Linked DNA regions of Dromaius novaehollandiae: region 1 is linked to region 2. The links are chromatin contacts, called in public Hi-C maps. All regions are on one chromosome and are shown on one strand. Each heading gives the region's core, a stretch centred on a gene start, on an enhancer-like site or on the middle of the called end of the contact. The rest is flanking DNA. Distances are from core to core; before and after follow the strand shown. Region 1 overlaps C2H18orf63 (chromosome 2 C18orf63 homolog). Region 2 holds the start of DIPK1C (divergent protein kinase domain 1C).

Region 1 (3,573 bases), core at 295-2,794, 51 kb after region 2:
CAACACAAAAATTAGGTTTATTTTAGTTTGCAGAAAAAAAAAGATCCAATCAAAATAGAGATTTAAGCAGGATTCTGCATACTACTAAGGACAAGATGCCTTTGTATTTAACATTACTTTTTTCTTTTCACAAAAAAGCAAAGCTTTATTTGCTAGTGTTCAGAGAAACCAAGAATCTTGGATTCTGTTACATTATTATCTTGTTCTGGAAGCCCCTCATTTACAGAAGTGATTCCTTTAGAGATAGTTGATAGGATGATCATAATCCATTATAACAGAAGAAGCTATTATAAACATGTAATATGATTTTAATAAAGAGAAAAAAACCCTTTCAAATTTGTAATGAGCATACCCAGAGTTTTCCTTCAGTAATCCACAACATCCTAAACAGAAGGCTTACTTCTTTTGGCTTTATTTAACTTTGAAGAGCCGCCTTCTTTCTGTAACAAGAAACAACAACAAAAAAAGAGTAAAGCAAACAAAGTAGTAACACTAAGCTAACAGCTCAACTAAGAAATTTTTTTTGAGTGAAATGCTTAGTTGAAAGGTATCAGAAATGGAAAATAAACACTTACATTAATCAATGTAAATACTTTTTAAAGTGGGATTATATGTGCAATGGGTACATAATTAAAACCAAAACTATTTTGAAAATACCCTTATAAGTACTGGCAGCCAAGACTTCCAGAAACATTGATCAATTTTGGTGTCCAAACTTGAGATAATGATGAAGGCTCAGTTTTCACAGAAGTGTTAACTAGTATCCCCATGACAAACAGCAGGATTCAGCACCATTATATTTTATTTTGGAAAGAGGAGGAGCTAGATGAAAGAGCATTCGTGAACCCATCCCTAGCCAGTCATTAGGCAAGTACTCCTATTCCTGAGACTCCAGCTGAGTCCAGCTTCTGCAGAGCCGTGCATCCATGGCACTTGGCTCCAGCGGTGGCAATGCCATGCTGGGAGCATGGCAGGGAGACGAGGAGGACTTGCTGCCTCCTGCCACTTCCCAACAGCAGCTCCCAGGGTTCAGGCTGGTACCGGTGGCACTCACAGCTTCTCCCCGAGAGGGAGAAGTGGCACAGGGTGCTTGTGACTCATGACTAGGGCAGGACAGTACCACTTCCCCAGCCCAGCCGTGCAACCAGCCCAGCTACAAGCTCCCTGCTGGCTCAGGCTGCCCAGGTTGTGGAGCTAGCTCCATGCTCACAAGCCCTAGCACGGCTGATGTTTGTCATTCCCAGTGGCAGGCAAGGGACTTTAGCACCTAACGCGTATTATAGTGGAACTCTTGTCTTTAGTAGTCAAACCCCAGAAGTTGGAATTTTTATACTTACAGGATTTTAATTGCTTTTTTTTTTCCTTTTTTGTAATACTGACTCGTGACTCTACCGCTGCAGCATCTACAATGCTGAGTCAGTAACTAGTGGCTCTGTCATAGCTCCATGAAAGGGCCCTTCCCAGATGTGGATGGATTGGGCCAGCTCAAAGGGACTGGGCCCGTCTTTCGCACATCAGCCCTTCTCTTCCCTGCTATGGCCTGACCTCTAGCGTATAAGTGTGTTCCTGTAGGAAGCCCTTGAGGCTGCTGTCCTGGCCCTTTCTGAACTGCACTGATAGCACAGACTGTACTTTTTATTACCATTAAAAATTACAGACTTGTCTGTTATTTGAGTTTAAAAACGTCAAAACAAAAAGATGACAAATGAAATTTAATGTTAAGAAATGCAAATCTAATCAAGGAATCTGAACTATGGCTACATATTCTTAAGTTCTTAATCAACACTTAATGACTAGGCTTGACAAGGTAACTTTATATATTGTAACATAGGACTAGGTAAAGGCACTATGCTGAACACAGGTAATGAGACCTCAAACGGTCATGTGGCTGCTTGAGATGGAACATAAAAGGCAAGGGAACCTGGGCGAAAAGGGAGTTAAGTGTGTGCAAGTTTTCTGCATTCTGGCTTATTTTATGGAGTTATCACACAGTATTTTCAGTTGGCTAGTGGCACAAATAATACATTCATATCTATGTAAGAAAATATAATTATACTGAGCTTTGGAGGCTTGGCACCTGCTCTTCACTAACCTGCCTAATTTTTAGATAGTAAAAGTATTAAGAATGTGGCTGTAAGGAGAAGGAGAGAGAAGATACTACTAAGTATTCAAGAACTGATATTTATAAATAGAAGTATAGCCCGCTGGTGGATAACAACAATATTTAAGAATCATGAAAAAAAAAATGGAAGAGGATTTTAGAAGTACATACTATTAGCGTGAGACCAGCATCTACAGGAGAAACTATGTAAAAATACGAACGGTATGAGGAGCCTATTTAATTGTTGCTGTTGACCCTTTCTAGCAATGTAATAGCAATTGAAATATATTAAATAATTAAGAGAATATACATTTTAAAAACTCGGAATGAATTACAATTAGCATTTTGGAACAATTATACACTTTAGACACTTATATAGCCAAAGAAAATGCCCAGGATACATTTACATTAGACAGGATAAAACTTTTCTGTAGAACCAGAAAATCCTCTTCAAAAACATATTTACATTAAGTAACACCATTAAACCTTTTCATTTCAGTACCATCTTTTGCAGAAAACAAATATTTTAAATATACATTTGAAATAATATTTAACATAACTGATGGATAATGCTAATTTTATTCAGAGCAGGGTCAATAAGATTTTGTTGCTTTCCCTGCTTTAACTGGAATATACTAAAATGACAAAACATGTATTTGCCTTTTTAGCTCTTAATTTAAATCTCTGTAGACCAGATGAAAGGCGGCAGTGGAGGTGGGATGGGGGAGGGGGTTGGGTTTGTGTGGTTTTTTTACCTGCCTTCTTCTGACACAATCTTTCTTTACAGATGCTTCCATGCTGCTGTCCTTCATTGAGTAAGTCAGTTTTGAGGTCAGTGCCAGATGATCATTCCCTGTAAAAATCTTAAAGTATAAAAGTTCATACCTTCATTAGGAAGAAATCCAGCATTTTTCTACTTGTTAAAATGACTGACTTTTTCATTAATACATTTTGTCTGTCAGATCTCATCAATGCAACCCATCAATACTTAACACCAATATGAATTATACAGATAATTTAATTGCTCCCCAAACCAAGCTTCATCTTGATATCCTTATTTATCCCTGTTAGAAATTGCTTCATGTCTTGTCATTCTAACAGCTAATCCATGTCTGTCATACAGTAATAATCTGATGCTTTTTATTTCTAGATGCTTTGGCATTTAAGAACTAAAACAGAATTGAAGAACTCTAATCATGGAATAGCAAAAGAAGCCCTCATAACACAAATTTGAAATTATCTACCAAATCACATTTTATAGGTGAAAACAGTGATAAGCGCGACACATTTAATTCAAGGACCCAATCTGTGGGATATCATTCACACAAAAATTGCACTGAAATCAGTTCAGCCATTTGCTGTATTGAAATACAGTCACAGAATCATAGAAAGTTTAGGTTGTAAGGGACCTCTGGAGGTCAGCTAGTCCTAACTTCTACTCAAAGCAAAGCTAACGGCAAAGTCAGATCAGA
Region 2 (3,113 bases), core at 73-2,572:
GAATGAGTCTATTGAATTATTCTGAACTTCTCCATCCGTGGGCCAGATTCTGCTATTCTTACTCACTTTGAGTAAGCGGTTTACCCTCCATGTGGTTTTTTTAACCACAATTTATCTTACTGCTATAGGATTGCAAGTAGCACGAGGTAACCATCCATACAAGAGAAAGAAAATGAATCTGTTCCTTTCTTGTTGTATCTGATAGTAAACCCAAATCAGATATGCATATTACATTGAGCTATACTTTAGAATATGAATTTTCCCACTGAAACCTGTGTGTTGGCCCAAGAGGTGAGGTGAGGTGAGTGGGAATCAACGGAGAAAGGAGTGAATGCAGTGCCGTAACCAGACACAGTAAACATCTGCACCAGGACTGAGGAAAGGATGTCAGGATCTTGCTCCCTATACAGGATCAAATCTCCAGCATGGTCTTTGACCCCTCAGAAACACTAACAAAATTAAATATGATGGAGGGAGGCCACACTAGCCCATGGAGCCATTCTGTCCCCAGAAAGGAAGGACATGGAAATAACTCTCTGCCAGAGGGCAGGGAGACAAATTATCATCCCCGAGCACCCTTGTCTCACTGCTCTGGTTTGGGGTTGTATTCAGGCTGCCTGCTGGAGCCACTGCACAGGCTTTCCCCACCTGCTGCCTAGGGCGCCCAGACATGGTGGTGCTGGGCAGGAGCCAGCCTGAATCCCTGTGGGAGTGTGCGGGCCCTTGGTGGGGGATCTTGCCATGGGCAGTGCAGCCCCGGGGCAGGGATGTGGTGCCTGGTGCTGGGGATGACCCCTCACGGAGGGACAGATGGATGGACACAGTCCTCTGCATTACTAAATGGATGCCTGAGTCGCTTCTGTCTCTTCCTCCTGTTGGCACAGAAGCCCCGGGAAGATAAAACTGCACAAATTACTCCAGAATAAACAACTTTTTGTCTCCTCTTGACAGCATGAGACGCTTTCATTAGAAGGAGCCATCCATCTCCAGGCTGCCTCTTTCAGAGTACCAGGCAGCCACCTACACGAGGGAGGGTTCCCAGAGCAGCCCCCGCCAGCCTTCAAACCCCCTTTTATTCTCGGGTGCGAAACTTTGCAGGAGAAAGGGGAGGGGAGGGGGGGCCGCGGGCCAGAAGCTGCCAAGTAACTACATCAGTGGTGGCAGGGGGCCGCTTGGCACAGGAGAGAGCAGACAAAAGAAGGCGGAACTACGTGGCTTAAATTCAAAAGGAGAGCTCGGGGCTCCCTAAGGACAGCACCGGCCGGGGGCGGGGGGGAGCGGGCCGTGCGGGCCGGGGCCGCCCCGGGAGCTGCCCCGGACCCGGCCCTCCGGCACGGGGCGAGCGGCTGCGGCGGGGCGGGGGGCGCCCGGCGAGGGGCGCCGGCATGGAGCGGGACAAGTGCGCGAGGAGGGCAGCAGCGCGGCGCCCGCCGCCGCTCGCTCGGGGCTGCACCGGCTGAGGCGACCAGCCGGCCCGGCCCGGCCCGGCGATGCGGGGCATCCCCGGCTTGAAGAGGCTGCGGCTCAAAATCTGGAGGCGATGCACCCTCGTGTTCTTCCTCTGCTGGGCTGCCTGCTGGATGGTGGTGAGCGCCTTGCTTTTTCTCGTCCACAGGAGCGTCTTCTCCGAGCGCTGCACGGACGAGAAGAGCCGCCGGATCCTGGCGAGGCTGGTAGGTACCCCGGCACGGCGCGGCGCCGCCCGCAGCCTTCCCCGCGGCGCGGCAGCCGGCGGCGCCCTCCGCGTCCGCCCGCCGTGCCCCTCGCCCCGCCGCGGGAGGCCGCCCGCGGGGTAACGCGCAGCGAGCTTCGGCGGCGGCGAGGGGCGCCGGTATCCGCCTGCTGCCGCGCCGTCGGGGCGCTGCGGACCGGCTTCGCCCCGCTCGGGTTGGCGCCGCGCCGCGGGGCTGCCGCGGGGAGCGGCGGCGAGGGCGCGAGCGCCCGGCACTGCCCGCCGCACGGCCGTTGCGACCGTTACGGCCGTTACCGCGGTGGGCGGCCCAGGCGCCGCGCACGGCGGGGGCTCCCCCGCGGCGGGCTTTAAAGCCAGCGCTAAGCGCAGAAGCCACGCTGCCCTCTTCGCGGGGCGGGATGCAGAAAGCGGGCTGACTCTCGGGAGCAGCTCTGCCGAAAGCTGCTGCCCGAGGTCGGTGAAGCGCGCACCCGGCGTTGTGGGCAGACACGCTCCTGAACCGTATCGGAAAGGGTAGCTCGGCATTCTGCATGCGCCGAAATGGAAAGCCTCCCCCCCACCCCGCCCCGATTTTCTTCAGTCGAAAAGGTTTTTGTGCAAAAATCGTCGTTCAGAAATGCTGCCCGGCTTAGAGTGTGTCCTTGACGTCTGATAAGGGGCTGGCATTTAAAACGTGGTTATTCAAGATTCAGGAAGGGATTTGGGAATGTTCACTGAAATCTCCCTAAAAGTAAGGAAAAATGTTAAGAGGTTTAGAATTATCTAGTAAAGGCCAATTTCAATGCTTCGACAAGAGGAACAATGTGGGTTAACACTTTTGAGTTTCATTTTGTTGTTTAATTAAGATATTTTAAGTGGAAAGCAAAGGGGAGAATTCTAATGGACACTAAAAATCTGTTACAGTAGCAAGCGACTGCTGGCCATAAATTCCCCTAAATTCTGCATAATAAAGGAGGAGTAACTATAACCATCAGGCTTGACAGTATATTTTAAACAGCAGTGAAATTTGCGTTTTTTACCCCAATAGTTAGCTCTGAAGCTGAGTACCGCTGAGTTCAGGATTAGAGTAGGAAGAGTGAATCCGTGTGTTGCAAGGAGGAGCATAGAAATGTGGAACTGAAAGGAACCACCAAGATCAAGAAGTCCAGTCCCTTGCCATCACAAGGATCACAAGTAAATAGATGAAGACAGATATGTTGCTTCACTTCACTTTAGAAAGCATTAGACATAACTTCAAAAGCCCAGGCAGGGATTAGCTTTCAGGCACAAGAGTGGAAACTTGTCTCTGTCAATGTGTGACAAGATTATACCATGATCTGAAGGTTCAGTTCAGAACCTTCTTCCAAAGTACACCAGTTGAAAATGCTGTGTTTATTTGATCGCGTAGGCGAATCTGAAATAGTAATGTTAAGGTTTGCAA

The links. Hi-C and Micro-C count contacts between places; a contact is called where the count stands out from the background.
Region 1: a contact with region 2 is called in a Hi-C map of ovary, with 2.5 times the contacts expected there. The contact joins the enhancer-like site here to the promoter of DIPK1C in region 2. A contact is called at or near these places in 3 of 4 Hi-C or Micro-C datasets (brain, liver and ovary).

The regions. Positions count from the first base shown.
Region 1 is chr2:107,743,182-107,746,754 of bDroNov1.hap1, forward strand. C2H18orf63 (chromosome 2 C18orf63 homolog) reads right to left here. Exons shown (of 15, transcript XM_064507134.1): 13 at 2,857-2,964; 14 at 353-440. The coding sequence ends at 384. Among named protein-coding and RNA genes, the nearest start is that of C2H18orf63, 18 kb to the right of the region's middle. Within about 2 kb of position 1,545, at least 2 of the 2 cell types and tissues checked have open chromatin away from gene starts, as enhancers often do.
Region 2 is chr2:107,691,944-107,695,056 of bDroNov1.hap1, forward strand. DIPK1C (divergent protein kinase domain 1C) reads left to right here and starts at 1,323. Exons shown (of 4, transcript XM_064507133.1): 1 at 1,323-1,673. The coding sequence starts at 1,491.